2 separate regions of the Bicyclus anynana genome follow, and region 1 is linked to region 2. Evidence: chromatin contacts called from public Hi-C data. All regions are on one chromosome and are shown on one strand. The core of a region is the stretch at or near the end of the contact, and the rest is flanking DNA. Distances in the headings are between cores, read along the strand shown. Region 1 overlaps LOC112048945. Region 2 has its middle 15 kb from the start of LOC112048933.

What was found. Hi-C and Micro-C count contacts between places; a contact is called where the count stands out from the background.
Region 1: a contact with region 2 is called in a Hi-C map of whole body, with 4 times the contacts expected there. The contact joins two enhancer-like sites. A contact is called at or near these places in 2 of 2 Hi-C or Micro-C datasets (whole body and whole larva).

The regions. Positions count from the first base shown.
Region 1 is chr4:527,380-534,292 of ilBicAnyn1.1, reverse strand. LOC112048945 reads left to right here. Exons shown (of 7, transcript XM_024086655.2): 5 at 740-888; 6 at 1,833-2,013; 7 at 2,765-4,437. The coding sequence ends at 2,976. Among protein-coding and RNA genes, the nearest start is that of LOC112048945, 7.6 kb to the left of the region's middle. Within about 2 kb of position 2,847, at least 8 of the 8 cell types and tissues checked have open chromatin away from gene starts, as enhancers often do.
Region 2 is chr4:438,398-445,296 of ilBicAnyn1.1, reverse strand. No RefSeq gene overlaps it. Among protein-coding and RNA genes, the nearest start is that of LOC112048933, 15 kb to the left of the region's middle. Within about 2 kb of position 5,631, at least 8 of the 8 cell types and tissues checked have open chromatin away from gene starts, as enhancers often do.

The DNA of each region.
Region 1 (6,913 bases), core at 1,598-4,097, 92 kb before region 2:
TAACAAAACTTGCTAAAATTACTCCTCCTGGGCAGGTTATAGTATATTTTTCATCTCGCTACGATCAATAGGAGCAGAGCAGTGAAGGGAAATGTTAGGAAAACAGGAGAAGTTACGCCATTTTTACAGCGATACTATTGTAAGGGCTGGACGAAGTCGCGGGGGTCCGCTAGTACTTAAATAAATTTTGATACATTTGTTTTATATGAGGGTATAGATTTCTTAAGAGCGCGCAGTGCGTCGGTACGATATGGATAAAATTCGAAGCCGAAATATGACTTTCACGTGAGTGTAAAGCACGGAGCGATTAATGCGCGACGCAAATTTTATGACGTGAGCGCCAAAACCATTTTTACCTAATTGCAAGTAAATTAAACAACATAACAAAAAAGAAAATGGCCATGTTCAAGATATATACCTAATTTTCTATACAAAACAAAAATTTAAGAAAATAAGTTTGCTTTTCCTGAGATTGAAAGCAAAATGTGAGCAAAACATGTATTTTTCAAAAAAATAAACTATCGAGAAAAGTTTTACAAATTGTGTATTTTGTATAGTCATAACGAAGCTAACACTTTGAAATATCATTTACCCGAATATCAGGCTCCTAACTTTTTCAGAATCTGAGATCCAGAACCATTTGTAACCACCAAATTACATATTGCACACTCTTAAGTCTAGTTTAGTCTCCTACAAAGCTGCAAAGAAGAACCTTGTTCCAATGAGGCTGTTGTGTCAGGGCGGGCGGAGGAAGTGGCCACGTACGGGATAACTGCAGATCAGCTGCGCGTGCTGCAGTCGCTGCCCAACGAGGCGCTGGACTACTTGTTGAGTCTGATGGGCGAGTGGCGGCGCCTGGCGCTGGAAGCTGCGCGCAAGCCTGTAGAAGTGAGTCTTTCTAAAGCTATCATTTTTGTTTCAATTACGAGAAATTTTTACCCTTTATTTGGGCACCAACTAATTTTAAATTACAGGGCCCATCCAAGGCACGCTACGCCACTGTTCACAGATTAAGATCACATGCAGTGCGTAAACGCTCTAAGTGCTCTAAGGCTGCCTGCACACTGTCAATAATTTTGTCAATATTGAAAATATGTAAGCTATAATAAAAAAATATATCTTACTTATATAACTAGGTAAAGTTACATTTACAAGCGAGACGAAGACCATTAAGCATTGACATTTACATTTTTATTTTTTATACTAATGGTGAAACGGATAAAGTAGATAACCGTCGACTATTTAACAAAATCATATACATGATTTTATAAATACGTCTTAAAATACATTGCCTATCAACTTATGGCAAAGGTCATGTGCCTGATGTGATTTCAGTAGCAACTCTTCAGGTCGAAACAAAGCTACATAACAAAGATAATAAACCGTACCTATTTTAGTTTACGTGCTATTTAACTGAGATCATTCTTAAACGTTTAGAAAATTAGGTCCACTGTTATAGTTTTGGAACAGAATAATTGATTAAGTAATTAAGTTTGTCATAGTTAGTGCAATCCAATAGAGTCCTTCTGAAGTGATAACGAAACGAAGAGTTTTTCTTCATTAGGTTACAAGGGACGGCGGAGTGAGCTGGCGGCAGGCGTGTTTCATTCATCTTGAGGCTCTGGTGTTGCAAACCGCATCTTTCTCCAGCCCTCTGTCACCCCGCACCCCTGTAATATGCAAGCGAGGACCAAGTTGTATCATTGACGGATGGCATGTCAAAAACCAAGGCCCTATACAGACCTCTACTTCGCGGAGCACGCAACTAACACATCCTATATAAGTGCTGCTCTGTTCATTAATCCAGTTTACTCATTCCTAAAACTTTGCAGCCGGTAGAGTGCCGCTTCTGCAAAAAGAATGGCGAGGAAGATGCCTACTGGCGCTCGCACCGGCTGCGCTGGAGAGGCAAGCTGGTTTGCCCGGTGCTGCGCCGCCTGGTGTGCAGCCGCTGCGGCGCGCACGGGGACGCCGCGCACACGCTCAAGTACTGCCCGCTCGCCTCTGACGAAGGTACGCTGAACGACTGTCGGCACGTTACTGTGCTGCGCCGCCTGGTGTGCAGCCGCTGCGGCGCGCACGGGGACGCCGCGCACACGCTCAAGTACTGCCCGCTCGCCTCTGACGAAGGTACGCTGAACGACTGTCGGCACGTTACTGTGCTGCGCCGCCTGGTGTGCAGCCGCTGCGGCGCGCACGGGGACGCCGCGCACACGCTCAAGTACTGCCCGCTCGCCTCTGACGAAGGTACGCTGAACGACTGTCGGCATCGGCACGTTACTGCCTCTCGCACATAATACTCGTAGCCGTAAGCAGCGCCGGCCCGAAGTAAATTTTTAAACGAAGCGAGATCCAATTATGGCGCCTCTCATATTTGCTCCTAATAATATGCAGATAACTATACCAAATTATGAGTGTAAAGTAGATCTTGATCATACTCTGGGGTGACCAATTGAAAATCAGGTGCAGTACCATCTACAGTTGACTAGGATTATCATTTACCCGCTCTCTAAATCTCTAAAATATTGGTGTAGTTTACTTAGATCATAGAACAGACAATTCTAAAAGCTAACGCTTCTTCAATCTGTGACTTGATGGTACGACTTCAGGCAACGTTAACGTTACCCTACTTAATTGACAATATTATGGTGCGTCTGTGGGAAGCCTAAAATTAAATGTAACATAGTAATTAATAGATAATAAAATCTCTCAGAGTTTGTTATTGTTAAATTATTCTTCGACTCTTCGTATATTTTATTTACAGAACGCTTGAGATCGACATCTATGATGCAAAGCATTCGTTCCCGCCGCGCGCAGCTAGCGCCATCTCGTGACGTCACCAGCGACTACTACGTGGCCGCGTCCGCGCCGTCCGCCCTCAGCGACAGCGCCAGCTACAGAGTACACGAACCGCTCGCTCCGCAATGGCAAGCCCTAATTGATAGGCTGATCAATATGCCTGATTATGGCCGTTAACTAAAACAATTATTAATATTCACATATCAATAATTGTTGTAGTTAATAATTATTTTATTAGTCATGTCTATCAATTGTGCCAATTATGATGTTCAAAGTAGCCGATAGGTGGCGTTATTAGTTCTATCAAGAAAGATCATGATAATTATAAGTGATTGATTAGTATCAAGTGATACAATTTTTTTTAGTTTTGTTTCATAGATATTTGACTATAGACAGAATTAATGTTATTATAATATTATCGTTGACAATTATCGATAGCCGGATTGTGTTAATACAAGAAGGTTTTTTTTATTATTATACATTTCGTAAATGCGAAATAAAATTACTTTTGTTTATTATATTTTTATATTAAGACTTACAAAATAATCAATTCAAATAATGTACCTATTCATTTACAATACATATCTTCTCAAGTGAATTAATGAATTAGGTACTTAATAAATCATTTTTGTTATATTTTATGAATAATACTGTGAATCACTTTTCAGTGATATACGAGTAGCCTGTCTGATTAACACTGTCTTACTACCTACATCACACATCGTATTTTTTTCTTTTAGTTAAAAAATATTAGCTTTGCGTTTTTATTATTAAAAGCCACTAATATTTGCTCTTTACACACCGACCAATCAAAAATCAAATTCTAAGAATGGGTAGGACAAGAGTCTAACAGGCGGGTATCGAACCCAACACCTTTTGGTTTAATCCTCTACATCTCTATTCCAGTTCTTAGACTGAATTAAAATATAAAAAAAATCATAAAATATTTGTCATTTTAGTTTGTAAAACAAAGCATTTTAGCAAATAATTTTGAATAATTGTGAACTAGAATGCCAACTATGAAATATAAATTTAAAACTTATTAAATAAAATGTTTAATTAAATAAAATATTTTCATCCGGTAACCTGACAGGAGAAGCTTAATCTTACTCGAGACCCTACATCAATAATATTACAAATAAAATATATTTGTCCATGTTTTATAAATTATTTCAAAGTAAATTTATTTTCAGTTTGCTGTTTAAATAAACTAATTTTAAATGATGATTAAGTTGTGTAATAATGTATGTTCCATGAAACACACAGTGTGACAGTGGTCTGATTTTGATAATAATTCTTTTTTTAATTAAATCCCCCGAAGTTGGTTGGAAAAAAAAAGAAATTCCAACCAAAACGGGATGATTATTTCTCAACTCATACATTGTAATGTAAGACTACGGATAACTTTGTATAACTTTCTAAATCGTTGACTTTGATAATTTAGACTTTGATACTTAATTAATTATTTTTTTATTAGATAGATAAAAATGTTCCTAAGGGTGGTAAAAAAGGGGTGATCTATTGATCGCTTTTTAGTTTCGCACGCTTAGGTTTTAGATGTATTTTGTTTTTTTTTTTTTAAATATGGTGTTGGGTTCAATAATGCTATTCTAATCATAAAATAAATGAAGAAAATAATATGTTGTTTTATTTAGTGTAAGTATGGTACCTACATATATTATTTGTAAATTATCTTCTTATATTAGGATGTATTTATTACTACTGCAAAATTTCTTCAAATCCGTTTAGTAGTTATTGCAGTTTTACATTGCAAAATTAGTTTGCAGTTGTTAGAGTTGTATTGTAAAAGGTTTCTTAGATAGGAATGAAGACTTGCTTTGAAGGCAAGAGGCATAACATTTTTTTTTATTAAGTGTAAGGATTTTCCACGCAGTCGTTTGCTAGTATTTAATACACAAAAACGTGCATGAACTGTCGTGCTAAAGTTTTGACGATTATTCCACTTTCGACTTTAAAATTGTACGACTATACGATATTTTGTCTTGTCATTCCTTACATTACGATTAAACTTTATAGTGAACATTTTAAGGTTCAGATTCGTGTGTATCGTTTTCCGAAAAATCTAGGCTACAATCCGGTAGATTTGGGAATGTGTGCCATAGAAGTGTGCCGCCAGGTTGAGAGCCGGGGGGGGGGGGGGGGGGCGTGCAGTTAATATTATGCAGATGGATATAATGGCTAATGAGATAAGTTCATGTTTTGTGTTAGGTTGTGCTTTTTAATAAGGTTTTTCAAGATTTTTTCAAGAATTTTGGTATTTTTTAATGTGACCACTGTTATTAAGGTTGCTAGGCTACATCTACACTTACCATCAGGTGAGATTGTGGTCAATCGCGAGCTTATTATATAAAAAAAAACATTCTCCAAATAGTGTTGAAGATTGTATTAGGAGTGGATACAATGTGAGCTGTTATAACCTAGTGGTATGACCTCAGCCTATGATTCCGAGTGAGTAGATTCGAATCCGGGCCGTGGCATGCACCTCCAACTTTTCAGTTATAAGAAATTAAATATCACGCGTCTCAAAGGGTAAAGGAAAAACATCGTGAGGAAACCTGCATACCTAAGAATTTTCTGAATTCTGTCTGCGATGTCTGCCAATCCGCTTTAGGCCAGTTTGTTGGACGATTAGCCTAACCCATCACATTCAGAAAGGAGACTCGTGCTCATCATTGAGCCGAATATTGGTTGTTAATGATGACGACAGTAGTGCAGTCCAATTTTTTGACACGTAAGAAGCCGAGGGCCCCGTATAATTGATATGGCATATACGGTGGTAGTTACGAACGTCCCTGCCTACACGGTACGGCCCAGTTTAAGATAAATCATCCCTTATAGTGCATTTCATTTCCAAGCTATATCTATATTAATATTATAAAGCTGAAGAGTTTGTTGGTTTGATTGAACGCGCCAATCTCAGGAACTACTGGTCCGATTTGAAAAATTCTTTCTGTGTTAGATAGCCCACATATCGAGGAAGGAAGGAAGATATTATATCCCTTCTTCTTCTTCTTTTTCCCGGGCGTTTTCCGCACATGGCTACTAGGGTTGGCCATTGTACGTAGGTCCTTTTGGTGCTGGTCCCCGCTGGAGTCACTCCAGCCAGCCGAGCTCGCTCCAGAAGCTTAGCAAGTCGCCCAGGTCGCCGAACGCTTCTTGGAGTGTTGCTGGGGATCTGCGCGTTGTTCAGATAAACCTCTGCATCTAAGCATAACATGTATCGGGGTTTCCTCTACCCCCATGCATGCTCTGCACAGAGGATGGTCGGTTATACCTAGAACCGTAAGGTGTTTACTGATATATCTTTATCCCTGTAATCTTACGGGAATGGGAAACACGCGGGTGAAACTGCGCGGCCTCTACTAGTATTCAATATCAGTAGGTTTACTGAACATCAACCGACGTATAGGGCTATACAAGTATCGCAGCCAGTAGCTACTCGCAAGCTGTGCGCTCTCGGCGCGCCTGTGCCGGTGCTCGGCCGCGACGTCGGCAGTAGGTCAAGTAACAAGGTCGAGGCATTTCTCCGCCGCCGCGAGCGCGCGCTGCGTAGGCGAGTGCTTCCAGCGATTACTCGCACGGCGGTATTAGTATTACACTATATTAGCTGACTATTTTTGACGGCCTACCACAGGGCCAGGCCTTCATCCACATAGAGGGGATATAGAGCTTAGATTATCTGCTCTGATGCGGATTGGGCGTAGGATGGTAATGTTAAATTCATTAACGGTTCCTCATCGTCATCATTATCAACCCATATTCGCTTCACTGCTGAGCCTGAGTCTCCTCTGAAAATGAGAAGGGTTAGGCCAATAGTCCTCCACGCTGGCCCAATGCGCATTGGCAAACTTCACATACGCAGAGAATTAAGAACGCTTGAGACACGTGATATTTAATTTTTTAAAATGCACACAACTGAAAAGTTGGAGGTGCATGCCCCGAACCAGATCTGAACTCACACCCTCCGGAATGGGAGGCAGAGGTCATATCCACTAGACTATCACGGCTTTCAAGACATTAACTCAGTAGGTATCTCAGCCCAACCGAGGAATCGAACACAGGACCTCGTCATCCGAAATTATATAGGCTAACC
Region 2 (6,899 bases), core at 4,382-6,881:
ACCGTTGTGACACAGACTTGTTGTATTATTACGTATGTCGGTGTAATATTGTTCCACCATCGCCATAATCTTTAGCAGAATACGCTATTCAATTAGTTAATTTTTTAACTTTTGAAATACTCTAAAGTGTTTGAAAACAAACACACTGCTAAGATTTTGCTTAATTACTAAAAACATGTGTTCGTGTAAATGGCGTGAACAGTTCGGGTCAAAACATTTGGTCAAACTCAAAGACTTTGTTAAAAAAGCGATAATTAAACTGTCTTTTTACTATAATGACCGTTTAGTGCGGAAGAAATGCACTATTAAGATGTTGTTTTGTTGTTTAACGTATCATTGTTTTAACAGGGTTTCGGACATGTGCAACAGATTTAGTAAAACACCAAGTTTTACTAAAGCGTTTAGTAAAATAACAGTTTTAAATAATATGCGAACAATGATCATCGTCTCCTTTATTGTAATTATTATTGTATTGTGCAGTATTAGCTACAGTACGGATAACAAAGTACACGCATTTTTTTATAATTACGTATTTAATTAACGAAAATATCCTCATGCATTACTCGCAGGAATATCCGCATTTGAGTGTATCGTGAACAAACAGATAGACAAACAGACACGGCGTACCTGGTTTGTCTTATAATATGTACCCGTATATTAAAATTAAATATGTGTATCTGTCAGTGTATCATACCTTTACATTTTTGAAATTTTGATGGATTAAAATCTAGATAAGAACGTTTGTTGCAAAAAGTTAAACTACTAAAATGCCACTAGAAGTTCTGTGTCATTTTACAATCTATCTATGACAACAAATAAAGCCAGGACTCAAAATGTCTCAAAAACTCAAGTCCTCATGAGCGAAACAGATTAACCAACGTGCAGTCCTGTTACTAAAGCCTGGACTGTTTTGAGTGGTTGTAAAAAAAAGTTAATATCATATAGGTAAGTCTAACTATAGCAGAATGTATTCGTTTAGTTGAATGGGAAACTAGAATTTTTATCATGATCAAGGACATAATATTTTACAAATATATTTTCAAGTAGATATCTCGTCATTAAATATAAAGAAATGATAAAACAAAGAAGCCGAAGTAACCCAAAAGCCAATAAGTTTCGCACAGCGCACGGCGGGTCTCGGCTCCGAAAGCCGGAATGGGGGCCGCTCGCTCCACTTGCATTTTAGGTTAGCGGGCTGTCGCGCGTTGCCGGGGCAAAGGTTCGCACTTGAGTCAACCGGTGAAGGTTTTATATTAAAAGCCTTCATTTATACCTACTAAGTAGAATTTAATTCCTATGCGTCCTGCAGACTTCACACATTTGTACATTTCTTCAATTTTCCCGAGACTGAAGCACCAAGCAGTTTTCGTTAAATGTGTGTTGTCTCTCCATAAAACAATTGCTGCAACGTTAGCTCATTAACAATTTTTCTTTTCTAATTTTTTTTTCCGATTTACTCATATCAAATAGTAGATATAGCCTGACCAGAAAAAAGGCAGTTAATAGGGAGCCCAGTTTCCAAGATACCAATACCAAGATGTGTTGGTCCGAAATGCAATCCGCTATTTAGTCCACTGCAGGAAAATTTATAAAAACGCTCCAGATTCCATGATTCGAAGCATTTTACTAAATAATAGGAAGTCCTTGGGCCTCGATCCAGATTCTTTAAATTTCAGGGCTTGTAGCCATGTGTCACTTCGATTCTTTCTACGATAGCAAACGCTTTGAAAATTTAAAAATGTATGGGAATGACATTCGTCATCGATAGGTCACGTGATCAGCTATCGATCGGGTCTGTCATTCCCATTTTTTTTAGTTTTCGAAGCGTTAGCGTTTGTAGAAAGAGAATCTACGAGCCACATGGCTACATGCCCTGGTCAGGCTGCTATTGGAGCACGTAGTTAGCCCTATTTCGAACTTTTGCCCTGTTCATTGTATAAATTGAAGATGGAGGTCAGTGTGCCGCCGCTGCCGGATCCACTCCGCCGCCGACAACTGACTTTGCTTTATTTATTCCAAAATGGTCGCCATGTTTTTTGTTGATCGCATTATCGTTGTTTTGCATTCAAAACCGCGAATGTGGAAACTAGCTGTTTTGCACCTGACACGAAGAGATTTTGGATTCCATTACGGCACTAGACCATGCGACTTTCTCTTTTTTAAATTATCCAATTTTGAGTAGTGTTAAAGACACATTTTATTAATTTATTTGTCGAATTATAATTTAATGTATTGATTTTTTAGTCGCCCGCATTGGAGAAGTGGTGGGTTTAAGCTCCATATTATTGTCTCCTCTTTTATTAAAAGAGAGAAAAAGCCATGTAGCGGGCCGTTATAAAAGGTTGATAATGATGATTGATTTTTTATATTCCGCATCAAGTTAAGATGGCTATCTCACTTGATGTTAAGTTAAGCTGTCTAAGATAGGATGATAATGTTTTGACTGTTTAATGCTTAGGCTCCACTGCCTTCTTAGAAATAAAGTAACACTAAATGTTTCATAGCCCGACCTAAGGCCTCACGATAGGCTAACCACTGCACCAATAAAGCAATTGGTATACATTTACCAGACGGTAACTAGCCACGACCAACTTGATTCGACCTTTTTTTTGGTCCCGGGGGGAAATCTCTTTCTGAGATATCCGACTCTTGGGGGAGAAGATGGATTATGTGGGACTTACCACTAAAACTCTCTCCGTTGCCACCCTCAGCGCAATTTGTTAGGCTCCGGGACCCAACTTAAACTCGCCGGTGCCTCCGTTGCACTATGCCTCTTGTGCTCGTCTAAGGACTAAGAGTGACAAATTAGTGCTGCTACTACTACGTATAGTCACTCTAGGCTGCTATTATCCCTGTGTCGCATATTATTAGCAGCCAGAACCCCCACTGTAGCCGCTTGCGATACCGAGGTCCCTACTCAAGCGACTACTGATCCGACATAGAAATCGAAACCCAGGAACTCTCTTTTGTTAATGCACCAAAGAGGTCAACAAATAGATAATTGCACAAACTTGTACAGGTTACAAAATAATAGTAATTCCAAATGGCAGGCGACATCTATTTATTTATTGGAACGCATAGCAAACAAAAAAATAGTTTTTGTCCAAGTTTCGGTAGCCGACACTGACAAAGGGAAGGTGCTTCTAATTCTAACAACGGATTGTAAGCTTCAGTTTTTACCTCTACAGCGGAACAATCGACCTACTTCTTTGCACAATGTTAGCAAGCGCTGCAGATTTATTGTTGACTCAGGGATTTCATAAAATAACTAGAAATCAAAATCAAAATACTTAGCCATTTAAATATCACGACGAACAGACTCTAACAGCTCCATAGTACCTATGTATTGTAATTAAATTAAAAAATTACTAGCGGACGCGGACTTTGTCCGCCCTTTGACCTCCTTAATCCGGCCCTATCGCAAAATACGTTCTTAGCGGTAACTATAAGATACCTCCCTGCCAAATTTCGTCGTCTTTGTACATCAAGCGATTGTGGGAATTTCATGATGAGTCCTTTAACATTTATATATAAGATTACATAAATTACATTAATGGTAGCTAGTGAAGGAAAATTATCATACGACGTATATTTCCGTGAATTACATTTTATTCACTTAGTTTTAAATAACTTTTTCTGTAATATGAATATGTTGTATGTTGTATAGAAGTAGTTACTTTGCGGAAGCTTATGAAGGTATAACTAATTAATTTTGATATTTTCTGAAATACCTGAAAAAACAGGGCACCTATTATTTGTAAACAAATGCAAGTTCTCTTTGGATACTAGAATCAATCATGTATCCGATACCTTTAACCTTTAACAACTTAATGAATTTTATTAGAATCATGAACCTTACATGAAGAATGAAACGCTGAAGCACTTTAAAAACTAGACATTAGTGTAAAAACCGAATTGTGTGTAAAACTGCGACACATAAAAAAGCTATTGGCTGACAATATGGACGTGGGCGGGCTTTCGTCACACCTCGCAGACAATAGTAAACAAGACGTAGCGACGAAAGGGGACGCAACTACAAGGGATGATTTAGTGCGAGGAGGTCGATACGTGACTCTGTAATTGGGAATGTTTGCGTCAATTTGCGATAATTGATTGTATGTAAATGTTAAGTCCATTAACGAAGAGAATGTAAGCGATTAAAGTTTGCTGCAAGAAAGCGAAAAATATGATCATAATAATGAAATTATTCAAATATCTAAGTATTGAATTAGGCTCTAGACGATTATGAAAGGCTTTTAATATGAGTAGTAGTTTTTTCTTTGTTTTTATCATCAGCCTATTTTTAACGGTACAGTACAGGACCTGAGGACCTGGTGTTTTAAGGCAGGACATGGTGCTTGGACCCAAGACGTTGCTTAATTGAAAGCTGGTGGGCTTAGAGGCTTAGAGGATAATATTTGACACGGTAACAGTCACTATCAGAAGTCGGTGATAATGAATGATCTCTACTATTTCAGCAGAATTTTTACCAAGCATCTCTTGGAAGTAAGAAATGTTCTATATTTCCTGACCCAAGACCAGCCCAGAACCCAGCCCTCGTGTTCTGAAGCCCCACAGGCTAAGCACTAGACCAACGAGACATTTCAATACATATGGATACAAGGTGAAGATTTTACTTCGCCTATTTAGTTACCTACTTCCTTATTACATACCTACATGATTTCGTGCTATGGTTAACTAGAAAAGCTACCTGCCACCGCCTTGCTTATTACTGCTACCAAGCGGCACTATTGTCTCCCAAAAGCTCAACTGACAGATCACCTTCAACAACCTACTGAGCTATTATCTCTCGTCACACCTTACATCCATTTGTTCCGTATTTTGACTACTAAACAATTGCCCAAGCTACAGGAACCTACCTACCTTGCACAAGAAATCGTCGAGATATAAAAACTATAAATCTCATACCCCATACTGTGTGCGAACAACTAACAAACCAAAATATTTACCTCCATAAACTGCTACCGTCTTATTTTTGTGAGTCCTTTGTCTAACTCTATTGTACAACCTGTCAGCCATGCACTTGTCCGATTTAGATTTATTTGCCTTTACTGAGGAATACTTATTTTATGTAGAATAAAATATTGTTCACCTTGACTAATAAGCCTGTATCCTGCGATGACTGCAGCGAAGTCAAGCATCAAAACTTATAGACACGCCGTCCTTTTTTATAGTAGGTACCTATAAGTATATTATGTACCACGTAGTAGTAGTTGTATGTAGTTTTTACGCGTTATATTTCTTCATACTTCATCTTGAGGTTTTCTAAATTGGTCCAGGTCTGGCTGGTGGGAGGCTTTCGGCCGAGGCCAGTTACCACCATACCGACAAAGACGTACCGCCAAACGATTTAGCGTTTCGGTACGATGTCGTGTAGAAACTGAAAAGAGTGTGGATTTTCATCCTCCTCCTAACAGCCCACTAATTTAGCCCATTTCCATCTTAGATTGCATCATCTCTTACCATCAGGTGAGATTGTAGTCAAAGGTTAACTTGTAAAGAATAAAATTAACACTTAATTACTTAGTCTGTTTTAAGGGTGTACTGCAGGGTCAGGACACCCAGCTTATAGGTCAGAGCGTATATATTGATAAGCCTATGTTCTCTTAGGTCCTCCAGGCTTATGGCAATGGCAAGGGATTTCGTGTTTAAGCTCAACGCACTGTCCCAATGCAGGGTGAAGGGTGATAATGTATTATAACTTTATAACGATTACTATCAAATGACTACGATGGATTTTCTACTGAACTTCATGTGGATCCGACGAATTTGATGGCTACGAAATGTTTTAAAAAATACTGGAAGTAGAATTAATATAACAGTGACATCTATTGTCATTTTTTCGTATTACGATATAACGTGACTGTTATACACACTAACCTGTGATACAAGCTTAGAAGTTCGAACGTTATAGACCAGATGGCGCTAATAGGTGTTAATGTTGATTCTTTATTTTCACAACAGATGGCGCTTTTCGAATTGGTTTAAAAAAGGATTGTATTTTAATTGGTAATCTCATATTATATAAAACCTACCCATTGTTTTGTGCTTAAACTATCTTAAGTTATAATCGGCCTCTGCTAGACATAGGCCTCTTAGAGAAATCCAAACATTCTTGTGTTGAGCTGCCTGCATACAGCAGTCCCTTACAAACAGTTTGTTATCAACAGTTCGGTTCAAGTGGCCATTTTTAAATTTATATTATGTCTATGTCTTTATTTACTCAGTGTGATTTGAGCTAATTTCTGTTAATTATGCAATAAATAAATAAAAGTTTGCAAAAATGTAGCAATTCAGATCACTGGTGTATACCGTATAAGTTTTAAAATTAAAGTCAATATAAACCTCATTACCTTGAGTTAGTGCTAAGCATAGAGTATACATTTTCCGACAAAGAAAAACTTTTCCACTCCTTAAGGGAGTCACGTCCCACTTTCATTCGAGTTTAGAAGTTAGCGGGAGTTCAGCAAATAACTTCTAATGAAATAGAAAAACTTCATCGTGATATTTACACCATATACACCGATACATATTTGAAATAATGTCATACAACTAACCTTCCATTCATTAGAGTAGTTTTTTTCTATGTCGGAGCCAGAGGCGTAGCGTGCCTTGAAGGGGCCCTGTATTAAAATTAGTTGAGAAAGTTAGTTAGTCCAGAGTAAAGTTTCTCAAAAAAGAAATAAAATGCTTGCTTGAAATAAATATAACAGTGGCTTAACTAATGTAGGATCTTTAATTTTTTTGGGCGCTCGCTTAAGCCGGGAAAAATATTGCTTTTTAGACTTTTGTCATTTTTGAAGTGAAACTCTAATGATGGGCAGTTTTTATATGATTTTGAAGTGAAGTTGTGTATTACATTTTACCAATTTTTGCTT